Regions from separate parts of the Mus musculus genome. Here region 1 is linked to region 2. The links are chromatin contacts, called in public HiChIP or PLAC-seq maps. All regions are on one chromosome and are shown on one strand. The core of a region is the stretch at or near the end of the contact, and the rest is flanking DNA. Distances in the headings are between cores, read along the strand shown. Region 1 holds the start of Snx25 (sorting nexin 25). Region 2 overlaps Snx25 (sorting nexin 25).

The links. HiChIP or PLAC-seq counts read pairs in DNA pulled down with a chosen protein or histone mark.
Region 1: a contact with region 2 is called in an H3K27ac HiChIP or PLAC-seq map of microglia, with 5 times the contacts expected there. The contact joins the promoter of Snx25 here to the enhancer-like site in region 2. A contact is called at or near these places in 3 of 39 promoter capture datasets (the 3T3-L1 cell line and hippocampal neurons), 5 of 484 Hi-C or Micro-C datasets (embryonic fibroblasts, muscle stem cells, myocytes and 2 more), 5 of 115 datasets of contacts at active chromatin or transcription factors (the SCID.adh cell line, bone marrow-derived macrophages, hepatocytes and 1 more) and 2 of 9 other capture datasets (adipose tissue and liver).

What each region holds. Positions count from the first base shown.
Region 1 is chr8:46,149,697-46,156,607 of GRCm38.p6, forward strand. It overlaps Snx25 (sorting nexin 25), which reads right to left and starts at 2,745. Exons shown (of 19, transcript NM_001372342.1): 1 at 2,086-2,745. The coding sequence starts at 2,460.
Region 2 is chr8:46,074,477-46,081,417 of GRCm38.p6, forward strand. It overlaps Snx25 (sorting nexin 25), which reads right to left. Exons shown (of 19, transcript NM_001372342.1): 6 at 5,746-5,816. Among named protein-coding and RNA genes, the nearest start is that of Lrp2bp, 67 kb to the left of the region's middle. Within about 2 kb of position 4,230, at least 7 of the 459 cell types and tissues checked have an H3K27ac peak or open chromatin away from gene starts, as enhancers often do. A contact at or near this core is called in bone marrow-derived macrophages and microglia, where this site is marked.

The sequences.
Region 1 (6,911 bases), core at 1,495-3,994, 74 kb after region 2:
CCTTCAATTTTTTTTAAAAGATTTATCTATTTATTTTATGTATGTGAGCACACTGTAGCTGTACAGATGGTTGTGAGCCTTCATGTGGTTGTTGGGGGTTGCATTTAGGATTTCTGCTCCCTCCAGACAGCCCCGCTTGCTCAGTCCCTGCTCACTCTGGCCCAAAGATTTATTTATTTACTATTATATGTAAGTACACTGTCGCTATCTTCAGACGCACCAGAAGAGGGCGTCCGATCTCATTACGGGTGGTTGTGAGCCACCATGTGGTTGTGAGATTTGAACTCACGACCTTTGGAAGAGCAGTCAGTGCTCTTACCCGCTGAGCCATCTTGCCAGCCCGACCTTCAATTTTTGATCTGCAACTTAGAAAGTAGCTTCCTGATGATCTTAGGTAAAGCTGTCACCAGGATTTGAGTTGAAATGGGATAGCCAGTAATACCTTTCCCCAGGTTAAAATGTACCCCTTCTATAACCTGAAATCAGGTTTACACTTGCTGGACTTTTTTTCCCCTAAATCATTTGCAAAATCATTTTCCTGGATGACAATTTAAATTTCCCCTTACTCAGAAACAAACCAGGTGTGATGGTGTACGCCCTGAAGGAAACCAAGAGGCAATCCCTGCAGTGAGGTGGTTGGGGACCTGACAGGTAAATGATAATATCACAACTGTGAACCTGGCCCACCATTTGCACTCCTTTCCTTCACCTACATTCATGCACAACTACTCAGCTCTTAGTTTCATTTTTGTTTTATAAACTCCATCCAAAATTATCTTATTTCTTGTCTGGCTCCTCACAGGAATATAATCTGCATTGACTAGGACTTTTACGTGGCTTGCTAATTCAACCCAAACTTCAAAAACATGTAAGAGTTAGTTTATAAAAGATGCTCAATAAATTTATACTGAACTTAGTATATGTTTGTATGTATAATATTTAAACTGTGGTGTGCCTTATATAGGTCTAAAACCTAACTGGTAAACTTTTAGGACCCTTACTTATTAGAACTGAGAAAAGAATAGAAGGAAGAACACATCTACCCACCAACTCTAAAATGCAAACGATAGTCACAAATGTTTAGCCAAATCAAAGTTTCTAAGCGGAACAGGCATTGCTATTCTTTTGAGACTGCCGCTGTGTTTCCTGAGTCTAATGAGTGAGGATGCCATTCTGAAGTGACAGGCTCTGGAAAGTCATTTTGAAAAGTAGGAAGCTCTTCCAGAAAGTAATAAACGGTTCATGCCATAAGCAAATAGAAACTCTGGGGACAGCAGTCACTCTAACAAACGTTTTTATGAAGTTGAGCCACTGCCATTGCTCTGGCTCCCAAGATCTCGGGCAATTTTAGTTTTATGAAGATATCAATCAGCCAAGTCCGGTAAAATGAAGGTCCTTTTAAAGGGTTATTATAAACAGACTGGAGGTAAAGTTTGATTTAAGGCAAACAGGGTTGGTAGGAAGGAGGGCAAAGCACGTTGAAAATCCAGTTCTTTCCTACGTTCCGCAACATAACCACAACCCTGATGTCCTACACCTGCCTGAGGACAGCTTTTCCTCTTAACAAACGACAGTGGTTCCTGGTGAGCATGCCACCCCCTCAACCCCCTCAAATAGACATCCACCTGAGCTGCATGACAACTTAACCAACATGGTGGAAGACAGGACCTTACAGGTATGAAGTACACGGGGCCCATTGAGTGAGCTCCCTCGGACTGGGTGACCTAACCAAGTTTTCTCTTCTGTAAGCCGTCATAAAGTTATCTCCCAACCACTACAGATCGAAGAACCAAACAGGAGCATCAGTGATGAATGCGAAGCCTGCCTCCCGTGGGTGCTGTAAGCGGATTTTTCTCGGCACTCACCAACTGCACTTCAACATCGGAGACCCGCCTGGATGGATCTCTCTGTGCAGAGGATGGTGGATGAGTTAACTACAGCGCCTAAAACGGCGCGCGTGACCAAGCCCGCGCAGCCCAGTCTTCCGCGGGCTTCGGCTGCCGGAGGGCCACCCGGCCGGAGCCCCCCGGGGTCTGCGCGCGCACGAGGCCGCGGGCACGCGAGGCAGTCGAGACCGGTACTCACCCGCAGCGGACAGCGGACGGTCGCCGCCAGCCGGCTCCAGGAAGAGACGAAGTCCGGCGGCTGGGCGCGCGGGCTCCAGCAGACGAGCGAGACCAGTGTCCCCAGCAGCAAGGCGGCCGCGGCGCAGCTCAGGTACAGGCTGAGGCGCAGCAGCACGGCGCCCGGCCCCGTGCCCGCCGCCGGTCCCCAGCCTGGGACCAGGCAGCACAGCGCCAGCACTGCCAGGGCGGCCACGGCCGCGGGCCCCCGCCAGCCCCAGCCCGGGCCGTCCGCCGTCCGCGGCCGGTCCGCGGAGCCCCGGGCAGCGCGGCAGGCGTCTGCGGCGGACGTGGGGCCGCGGCGGGCGCCGCTGCTGTCGGTGGCATCGCGGTGCATGCTGCTTCCTGGGCCGCTGGCGACAGGCTCATCTCCCGGCCCGCAGCCCCCCGGCGCCGCCCCGGGCCGTGGCCTGTGCGCGGCGCCCCGCCGCCTCGCCGCTCCCGCCGCCGCTCGCGAGGCAAGGGCAGCCCGCGCTCATGCCCTCGCCGGCGGCCCTGAGCGGGAACCGCTCCAACAGACACCGCCGCGCCCCCCCTCCCGCCTCGGTGCCGCCGCCCCGCGCCGGGCCCGCAGCTGCCCGCCGACCGGGCGCGCCCAGGTAGCGGGACCGCGAGGGGGACTGAAACCCCAAGGGCTCGAGACGCGCGGGGGCGGGGGCGGGACCTGCGGCTGAGTGACAGTGGGGCGGGGTCGCCCCGCCCACCCGGGGCGGGGGCGGCCGGAAAGGGGCGCGACCAATCGCAGTGGACCCCGCTACTTCCCGAGCCCCGCCCCCGCCCCCCGGGGACCGCGTCTGTTCGTGGAAAATTTTGCTGCAGGTGTCAGAAGCCTGCGTTGAGCTCCGCTCAGGTACCCCCTTATTTTCGTCTCTCCGCTCCTCGCCTTGCCTACAGCCCCATACCAGACGCCAGCCTTGTTCTCTAGCTCTCTGATTAACCTCGTACTGTCCCTGATCCTCTCTTTTACTACTTTCTTCCAACGGACCCCACTCCACTGCCCAAGGGTAGGGGACTAAGACAAACCTGGAGGAGTCAAGCGAAGCCTGTGGTTCCCACTTACTTATGGAAAGACTCCCCAGTGCCAGAGAGTGTACATAGCTGCCACAATCGATTTGGCTCCGATTTTGTGTTTTTGTTGCCAACAACTACTCGGTACAAAAGCTGTTACCCACGCAAAAGAAACTGGTTCAAAGAATTTTGAGAGAACATATTTTCCTTTCCTCTCTTGACTGCAGCCGGTAGTCTACAGACGATGTTTGCTGAGATGAAAGATGTCCAAATGCTGCTCAATACTGTAACAGAGCTGCCAAAGCCCATAAAGGGTGTTGACTGTCTTAGAGGGATGATGGAAATGAAGGATTTCTGAAGACACTGGGAGAGGAGATAGAGTAGAGAAGACAAAAAAAAAAAAAAAAATGAAATAAGAAAATAAGAGAAGCTTGACAGATAAGGAGCTAGCACCCCCATGACACTGAGATGAAGAAGTCCAGGTTCTTTAACTTGTACTATTTTGTTTTGTGACAGGGTCTCTCTGTGTAAACCTGGCTATCCTGAAACTCACTATGTGGACCAGGCTAGTCTGGACCCCCCCAGAGATCTACTTGCCTCTGCTTTCAGAGTGCTGGAATCAAAGGTGTGCAGCCTAGGTTTGCAGTGTTCGCTAATATGGTGATGGGTAGTGCCCTCCGAGTAGCAGACAAGTAACATAGGTGTTACAATGCAGTGTTATATATTGTGGCTACACTGGGTTTTTGGTTTTGTTTTGTTTTTTTCTGTAAAGGGGTTGTTCCATCTGTAATAAGTATTGTGCCATTTCATCAAAAAAAAGGAAAAAAGTCACAATACTCATGAATAAAGTGCTTGCTTACTTGCTTGCTTAAAACAAAGTATTACACAAAAAAGTTATTATTCAAGAAAAGGTACAGGTATACATTAACAATCCACCCATGTATTCATTCCAGGTCTTCATAATAAATTTCCCCAATGGCATATGGATTTCAAGTGGGAGACGAAGTCATAGATTTAAAAAGCATACCTAAAATTTAATTCTAATAGAATGTAGTATTTAAGTGAATTATTTTTATAACTATTTAAAGACAAGTATGTTTCTCATGTTTCTAAAAGGATTTCTAAAAAGATTTTTAAATTTTATTTTATGCGAGCGCTTTGCTTGCCTGTGTTTGTTTGTGTGCCGTGTGCATGTGGTGCTCTCAGCAAGAAACGAACATGGGGTCCCCAGAACTGTAGGTAGGAACAGCTATGCGTGACCATGTGGATGCTGGGAACTGAACCTGACTCCGCTGTAAGACCACTGAGTGCTCTTCACCACGGAGCTATCTCTCCCACCCCAAGCTTGTCGCTTTTTAATATTAGTTGGTGTTCACAGAACATCACATTCTTTTATATGGGCTAAGAAAACGTAGGAAGATAATGAGTTTCTCATACCAAATGTGATTACAGAGAAAAGCTCTAGACATTTCATCTCCACCCCAACAGATACTGTCGAGCCTGATGACAGATGGAGAAATAGAGGCACTAGAGGAACTTGACTCAATCGCAAAGCTAGTAGACCTTGGAACTAGGATTTGGTGTCTCTCCACATAAGACTCCCTTCAGTTTCAACACTTAACTTCTGTACCACAGCATTTCTGAAGAACTCAATGGCTTTATCATTTCACATTCCAAAGGAGCAAAAACAGGGTTTCATAAGCCCATGAGTCTAAGACCAGTGTGCCGTGCTCTAGAATGTCCAGTGTTGTTGCTCTGTGAGAACAGAAGCACACTTGTTGCCCTGGCATGAACGGAGTGAGTGTAATTAGCAAGGGGAAACTGGCCTAAGGTTTACTGCAGGCCAACTCTGTAACTGAAGTAAGTATGGTTCCCAAGAGTAATGCAGGGCTGGAGATGTGCACACCCACAGTCTGACAACTGCCTCAGAGCACACACTCTCTTACTGCTAGGCCAGCTCTGGTGTGTATGGCAGGAGGATCACTGATGTGAGGCAACACCAAGGGATAGAAGGGCGTGACTGACCTCAGAAAGCATTGAAGAAAATGAGGCACAAAATCAGTGCCTCATTGTAACTGGAGTCCCTTAAATCTGAGTTGGAATATCCCTTTCCTGTAGTCACTGTAGGGTCCTAACAGTTCCTTTGAGAAGGTTTATTATATATATTTTATGTGTATGTGTGTGGACCTGAGTGGAGGTGTGTACACTTGGTATGTGGCCACGAGGCCAGAGTTCAGAGGAGGCCATCGAGTCTCCGGGAACTTAAGCCACCCAGTGTAGGTGCTGGGCACCAAATCTGGGTCATCTGTAAAAGCAACAAATGCTCTGGACTGCTGAGCCACCTCTCTAACCCCCATGTCCCATCAGCTTTAAGGGCTGAAAGAGAAAATTAAAAAATAATGTCTTGGGCGCTTAAGAGATGGCTCAGCGGTTAAGAGCACTGACTGCTCTTCCAGAGATTCTGAGTTCGCATAGTGGCTCACAACCATCTGTAATGGGATCTGATGCCCTCTTCTGGTGTGTCTGAAGACAGCTACAGTGTACTGTCATAATAAATTTTTTAAAAATCTATTAAAAATGAAAGTAATCTCACGTATATATTTTTGTTAGTGCATTCTGACAGGCCCTAAGGCAATCTTTACCATCTTGTAGAAATGTAAGTGGGAATGAGTGGCTTCTGACTGAACTCCCAATGAAGATAAGGAAGAAATGGCCGTTTTTAAATGCCAGACAAAGCAGGTGGACATCACTCGTCTTTGTCTAAGAATGTATTGGCAATGTTTACACGATGGTGAACCTCTCAATGCAATTTCAGAACATATGTAAATTATAGTGAGTGGTGTTCCATATTTGTAAGTAAAAATGTTCATATTGAAAGCTTATGCAAAGTCAGAGAGATTTTGGAACAGTCAGCCTAAATGGGATGTCTCTATCAAACCCCTCCTCTCAGAACCCAGGGAACTCCCTCAGAAGAGGAGCCAGAAAGAATGTAAGAGCAGACAGGATGGAGGACTGCAAGAAAGCAAGGCCCTCTAAATCAACATGAGCAGAGCTCATATGAACTCACAGAGACTGAGGCGGCATGCACAGGGCCTGCATGAGTCTGCACCAGGTCCTCTGCACATATATTATGGCTTCTACTTTAATGGGATTCCTGATGAGCAAATGAATGGGTCTTTGATTCTTGTGCCTTCTGTTGGGCTCTTTTCCTTCTCTTACCCAACTTTGATGTGATAGTTTTTGTCTTATTATATTTGATTATGTTGTATTTTATTATTGTCTCTTAGAAGTCTCTTCTTTTCAACTGGGAGACCAAAAGGGAATGGACCCAGATGGGAGGGAAGGTGGGGAAGACCTGGGAGGAGTAGAGGGAAGGAAAACCATAATCAGGATATATTATGGGAGAAAGGAATCTATTTTAAATAAAAGAAAAAAAGAAAAATTATCCAAAGTCATTAATCTTTAAAAAAGAAACAGATTTTAAATTACTGAAAGTGAAATCAGTGCATACCAGGACAAATAGTTGTCAAAGGTCTATCCTAAAACTGAAATCCAGAGACTATGACGTCACTCGCCTTTGCATAATGAACTACCTCCGCATAAGTCATCTATGAATGCGGAGTACAGGTCAGACATGTCAGGTATGGGCTAGGCTCAGGTGCAAGTTCTGCTCTTCCTGTCTGGGTCTCCAGTGGACAGGGAGCCAGCTGGCACATAGCACAAAAGGCACTGTCTTCCTACCCTCCAAGAGATTAGCTTAGGCTACTCCACATGACAGTA
Region 2 (6,941 bases), core at 2,980-5,479:
ACAGGAGCGTGCTGCCTCCTGGGACTCAAACCGGTCTGCAGGGCCAGGAATTCTGGAGGAGGATACCTGAGTATCACAAAGTCCTCCAGGTGAACGTGGGCTATAGACTGTCATTTGAAACTGTGGCTCTATAGGATTAAGCTTGTCTACCTATTGAGCCTTGCCTCTCCACTGCACGCCAAGCACCACACAGCGTTCACTAACACAGACTAAACACTAAGGCTATCTCACTACTGCCTTTGACCGTGTGCATGTGCAGCCATCGACCCATTACTACCTTATATGACCAACGGGACTGACAGTGCTCAACCTCTATGACTCCATGTAGTGCTACTCTTTAGGGACATTATTTTTTAACCTCTACTCCAGGTTGACCATTCCACACATTGGGGAAGTTGTAAGTATTGCACATTCATCAGTAGACTATGACCTCCTTTAGTTCAGGGTCAGTTTTATCCATTGCTGTACCAATCATGGCTGTACCTCTCATACAACAGACAGGTCTGCTGAGTAAAGAAGACCCATTCCTAGTGGTCCCTAGGCATTCTCTGCTGATCTGAAGCATCACAGTTCTCAAGGGCTCTCCTAACTACCCAGAGTCTAGGAAATCGCATTGGGCTCAGAGAAGACATTAGATATTAAGTACAACAGCTTTGATGGCAGAGTGATAAAGTAAGACAGCAGCAGATGAAAAAGAAGGAGTGTGAATAACTTTAGATAGGACAATTTGAGCTTGGGCAAGGAAGTCCAGTGGCTGGAGTGCAGTGGGGTCTTAAGGCAGGAAGCAGAACGGATGTTTATGTCAGACAAGGAGAAAACAACAGAGCGTTTGAAATAGTTTGAGTGGTATCACAAGACCTGTACAGATTTATACACTGCCATGACCTCTGAAGAGAATTGCACAAGCAGTCAACAATGTCCGATACTACCCAACAGGCAAAGAGTATGACTACTGGAGACAGTTCCTGGAACTTGGCCAGAGCTCGCCAACCTCCTCCAGTTCTAAGACCAACAAGTGCTTAAGGTGAGCAGTGGAGAAGCATATCCAAACAGCATGTATGTGCCCATTACTTGAGTGAACAAAGTCTGGGGCAAGAAAGCTTGCCGAGTAAAAGAATCCAGAACCAAACTGTTCACTAGTCTAAGTTTGCTAGAATGCTGTCTTTCTCGTCACACACAATGTAATTTTCATACTCATAAGCCAAGCATGACTTCTATTCACGGGCCTCTTCTCTGAGGCCCTGCTGATACACTCTTACATCTAGGCACTCGTCCCTGCTTAAGGGCTGGAAGGGTCTCCCTAGCCTTTAAGGCTTCAGGGCTCTGCCTGCGTTCAATGGACTCCTGCTCCAGCTCCCATGTGCGCCATGAAGCTCCCTCGGCTTGGGAGATCAATTCCTGAACTCTCACCTCAATATAATCAAGCCAGTTCTGAGGAAGCTGAAGCATAGAGCCTTCAGGTTCAAGAAGAGCCTCTGCTTAAAAGCCAAGCTGGACAAAGCAGGTGGATGAAGTCAGAACAGAGACCAAAACTTAAAGGAGAAACCCTTGAACCAAGAGCTGTCGTGAGACATGGCCCTGCTAGCCACTCCTACGTGCTTAGTGCTTAGTCGCTGGACAAGGACTGGGACTTCTGACTTCCCTTAGTATCCTCTATGGAATAGGCCAGCCCTGCTTAAGACAGCTTTATTGCGAAGCTTCAGGCTACACCCACTCTATTTCTAACACAGTATTATTGAATCATAATTCATACATGATACATTTCCCCCATTTATTTTCATTATATACAACTGAATGGTTATTTAAACTATAAATTCAGGTACAGCTGGCATAATGTGGAATGTTTTCTATGTGCCCTCACTTTCCTGCATCTCAAGCCACTCCCTTGGAACTAAGACTCACTGTTCTACTGTCCGCAGATCTGCTTGTTGTACACATCTCATGTGAACAGAATCATATAATGTGGGGCCTTTTGTATCTGGCTTCTTTTATAATATACCTTCAAAGTTCATTACTATTCACTGCTGAATAATATTCAGTTATATGAATATATCACACTTTATCTACTGTTGCTGGCCACACAAGTTAACTGTTTTTTATGTGTTTTAAAAAATGGTACTATGGATATTAATATAGACATTTTGTGAAGATATAAGCTCACTTTTCCTCCAGTGTACAGCTAGGAATAGAAAATATGGGTCACAGGGTAATTCTACCATAAAAACCTTCTACTAACTGGCAACTGTCCTCACTTTCTGTACGCAGAGGGACTGCATGAGGACTCTATGACCTCACTGATGTGTCTGTGGCTGTCTCATGTCACTTTAGTCACTGCAGGAGGTACGCCTATAATCTCATGCTAGTGTTGAGCAGCATTCCGCTCCTGTATAATGATACTACTTTCACAAGCCTCTTGGCCATTTGTACATCTCTGTAGAGATACCCACTCAAACACTGTACATATTTTTCTGTTGGGTTATTTGTGTTTTGATGACTATGTTGTAAGTGGTTTGTGGATGTTAGGGATATAAGCTTCTTCTCAGACTTAGGACCAGTGAACCTTTGTCTTTCATTCTGAATTCTCCTCCTCCTTCTCCTTCTCCTTCTTCTTCTTTTTTAAATATTTATTTATTTATTTATTTATATATTTATTTATTTATTTATTATAATGTAAGTACACTGTAGCTGTCTTCAGACATACCAGAAGAGGGTGTCAGATCTCACTGCAGATGGTTGTGAGCCACCATGTGGTTGCTGGGATTTGAACTCAGCACCTCTGGAAGGGCAGCCAGTGCTCTTAACCACTGAGCCATCTCTCCAGCCCCTCCTCTTCCTCCTCCTCCTCCTTCTTCCTCTTCCTCCTTCTCCTCCTCCTCTTCTTCTTCCTCTTCTCCTCCTTCTTCTTCCTCTTCCTCTTCTCCTCCTCCTTCTTCTTCTTCCTCTTTCTCTTGTTGTCTTTTCCTCTTTTATTCTCCCCTTCCCTCCTCTTCTCCCTCTCCCCTCCCCTTCCCCCTCCCTCTCTGAGGCAGGGTCTGGCTATGTATCCCTGACTAGTGTAGAACTCTCAACATAGACCCTGCTGGCCTCAGGCTCAGGAGATCCCCTGCCTCTGCCTGGGGTTAAAGTGTGCAGGTCCATGGACTGTTTCTTTTCATTTCCTTTTTGCTACACTAAGTTTTTCATTTTTGAAGGTAAATTTACTGTTTGTTGTTGCCTTTGAATTAAGGCACCACACAGCATCAAGTTGGGCTCTAATCCACTATGATTGGTTATAATAACAGGGGATTTAGACAAGAAAGGAGAACAAGAAGGACAATGTAAAACATAGGGAGAAGACAGCCACCTACCATAGCCTTTATCTGTGATGAGTATCTTCTAAGACCCCAGGGGATTTCTAAAGACTCACACAATACCAAAACTTATTTATATATATTTCTTTTGTCAAACAATTATAGGAATTAATTTAAATGCTAGGCAAAGAAAGACTAACTACAATAGTGAACTAGATACAGTAAAACAAAACATTGTACTAAAACTGCCACCATTGTTACTCTTGTGCCTGACATCCATTCTTAAGTAAGAGTTGGGCTGCCTTGTCTGGCCTCAATGGGTGAGGTAAAATAATAAAATTAAAATTAAAAAAAGCTCCCCCCAAAAGAACTCAAATTTACTATATCTGAAGATTTATGTTACACTGTACTGACTTTTGGTCTTCTGAGTTAAAAATAAATCTTTTTTTTAAAGTTACATGAACAAATGCATTGTCATTGTAAGTAGCTAAGCAGCTAAGGCAGCTACTAAGTGACTAGCAAGTAGGTAACATATAAAACATGGATATATACTTTGGACAGAAAGCTAATTTCCAACTAGGATGTCATGGAGCAAATGGGGAGAGCTTTCATCTGCTGCTCTCAACAGTATAACTTGGAACTATAACCCAATGAGAAGGGAGCTTTCTTGACTCAACTTATAGCAACAAGGAATTCACAGAAAAGATAGGGGTGATGAGAAAGACCACATCTAGTACATTCTTTAAAACATCTGTCAAACTGTCTGGAGTGAAGCACCTTCCCTGACGGAACAACGAGAATAAGGAACACAACCAATCTCCTTACAAGTTCCATCATCACAGGTTTTAAAGGCAAGACTTCCTCCTCTTTCAGAGTAAAGGCCGAGTCTCTCCAGCACAGCAAAGCCCTTTGTAAGCTCACGCCTGGCTGTTTTCCTGCAGCCTGTCTCTTTCCATCAACAGCAGCTTCCTCAAACAGACCTCCGAGCTCCATGTCCTCTGCTCAGAGGGCACTCTCAAGTCCCTGGTCAATGCCCACAGCTGACCCTGAGGCCTTTCGTGCTACTGCTGAAGTTAAAACCAGCCTCTGCTCTAGCTAGATCCCCTACCACCCGACTTACCCTCCACACAGACACACTGCTCTCCAAAGCACGGACCCGCTCTTCGGATATTTGCAGCTTTTAGCGTTTGACTTCCCAGCTAGGTGAGAGACTTGCTTCCCTTCTGAACTGTTATCACCGAGGGGTACTCAGCAAAACTTTCACTATGGATGTGTGGTCTTCCTTAGGGGCTGAGGTCAGGAACCTGTGCACTTCCTCATCTGCACTTTCCTGCTTCCTTTACACAGCACTCCTACATTCTGTGAGTGACTGGAGGGAACAAGTCCAAGTATGCAAGCCAAGCTTCTTGTTCTTTTAGCACACTGCTACCTGGCAGGGATTTGAGCAGATCTGGGGGGTTTTCAGAAGTCCACTCTTCCAGATGAAAATGAGGTTTCCCTGTGTAGAGCAAATTCTGGGCTGTAGGTATGAACATGTCCTCCAACTGCACAACTGGGGGAAATGTGGGCGCAGCAGGCAAGCTATAAGGAGCTGAAAGCCATCCTCCTAACCCATCCCTTCCCAGGTTAAGCTCCGGTAGAACCTACTTCATCTGAAGATAAACATACAGGCAAAATGATGGAGCACACATATCTGCTCTTCAAAAACCTAAAACACAGTATAAAAAGAGAAAAATCTTACCAATCCACTTACCTGATAAACAAGACCACATGAACCAAGAAAACACTAACCTACTGGGATCACTGGACACACAATGGGGTGGTGGTGTGGACTTGCAATCCCATCACTATCAGAGCAAAGGCAGGTGGGTCCTGGGGCCATGCTGGCCAACCAGTCAGCATACTTGGTAAGTTCCAGGACAGGTAAAAGCCCTATCTACCTTTACCATGCCTTGAAATGCAGAAAGCACCTACTGATGCTCAAATGTGTCCTCTAACCTCAACAGGAATATGCACATACACACACACACACACACACATGAACACACACATAGAAAGAAAGTACACATATTTGTCAGGATAAGATTAATTTTACTTTCTTTAATGATACTAGACCTGTGGGTCTCAATCCCTTTGAGGGTTGAATGACCCTTTTACAAGGGTTGCATATCAGGCATCCAGCATATCAGATATTTATATTCATTAACAGTAGCAAAATTACATATGAAGCAGTACCAAAAATAATTTTATGTTTGAGGGTCACCACAACATGAGGAACTGTACTTAAGGGGTGCAGCATTAGGAAGGTTGAGAACCAATGTATCAGAGCATTGTTTTAATAGATTTAAAGTTTTTAGATATAAGTCAGCCCAATGTTCCACACTCGACAGGAGCCGACTCGGGCAGACTGAGGGCCTTTCACACACGCACTGGGAGAAAACAAACCGCTTCTTACCCTTGTGTCTCTTCAGCTGGGGAAAGCTGCTGATTGTAGTTGCTTGGATTATCTCCACTACAATTTGATACCTGATTTTAAAAGAGAGAAAGAAACTGTTCAATAGGAAGAAAATGCTATTTTCAGCAACACCTTTAGACTCTGTTTTTGCTAAACAAACAGCACAGGAGCTATGAGGCCCCAGGATTTACCAAAACAATCCTAATGGGCAGAACACCTAGAAAAGATCAGGCACTATACCACACACTAATCATCTCTGAGGCCCTAATGGAAGAGTCACTCTATTCTGACAGAGATCATTACTACCTGCCCCATGACTGAAAAACTTCCAAGATCACATACAACTTTTAAGGTTGTGTTAAACTCTTCTATTCCTTCCCCAGTAACTAGAGACAATTGGTTTTATTTCTTAAATTTTCATTTCCTAATAAGATGATACTAGTTACATGTAGCTATTAAGTTTAAAATCTTTAGGATTTGGGCTGTAGCTGTGATGGAGCTTTTGTATCACATGGACAAGCCGCATATTCTATCCCATGTGTGTGTGTGTATGTGTGTATATACAATCATATATAATTATATCTTCATTATACATGATATATGATATTCATATATTTTATATATTATATAATATATTAATGAAATATAGTATTAATTATATATTATATATGTATGTATGTGTGTATGCATGTATATATGTGTGTGTGTATACATACACACACACACACACACACACACACACACACACACACACACACATATATATATATATATCTTCAGCCACACTTGCAGTGTGAGCTGGAGTTCCCAGGAGAGAGAAACTTCCTTAAGTGCAGGTGGCCTTCTGAGGCTCTAATCCTCCAGCCCCACTGCCACTGTCCTGCCGTGTTTCTTCATTACTTCTCAGAAGACTCTTCCAGACCTTTAATGGTAGGACATCTGCTGGGGAACTCTGGCATGGATATTTTCCTGAATCTGCCTGGCACTTCTAATGCTGGGAGAGTCAAGAGCCATTAGCTTAGAACACAGGGTACAAGTGAGAGGGCCTCACACAGGGAAAATAACGAAATGTTCCCATGTTAGGTGACAGGTGCAAGCCTATGGTTGTGGTTATTTTGAATAAATTTAATTTGGTTTTAGAAATAAAGTCATTGTAGTTGCTTTATTTTTTGCTGTTATTGTTGTTGTTCTTCTTC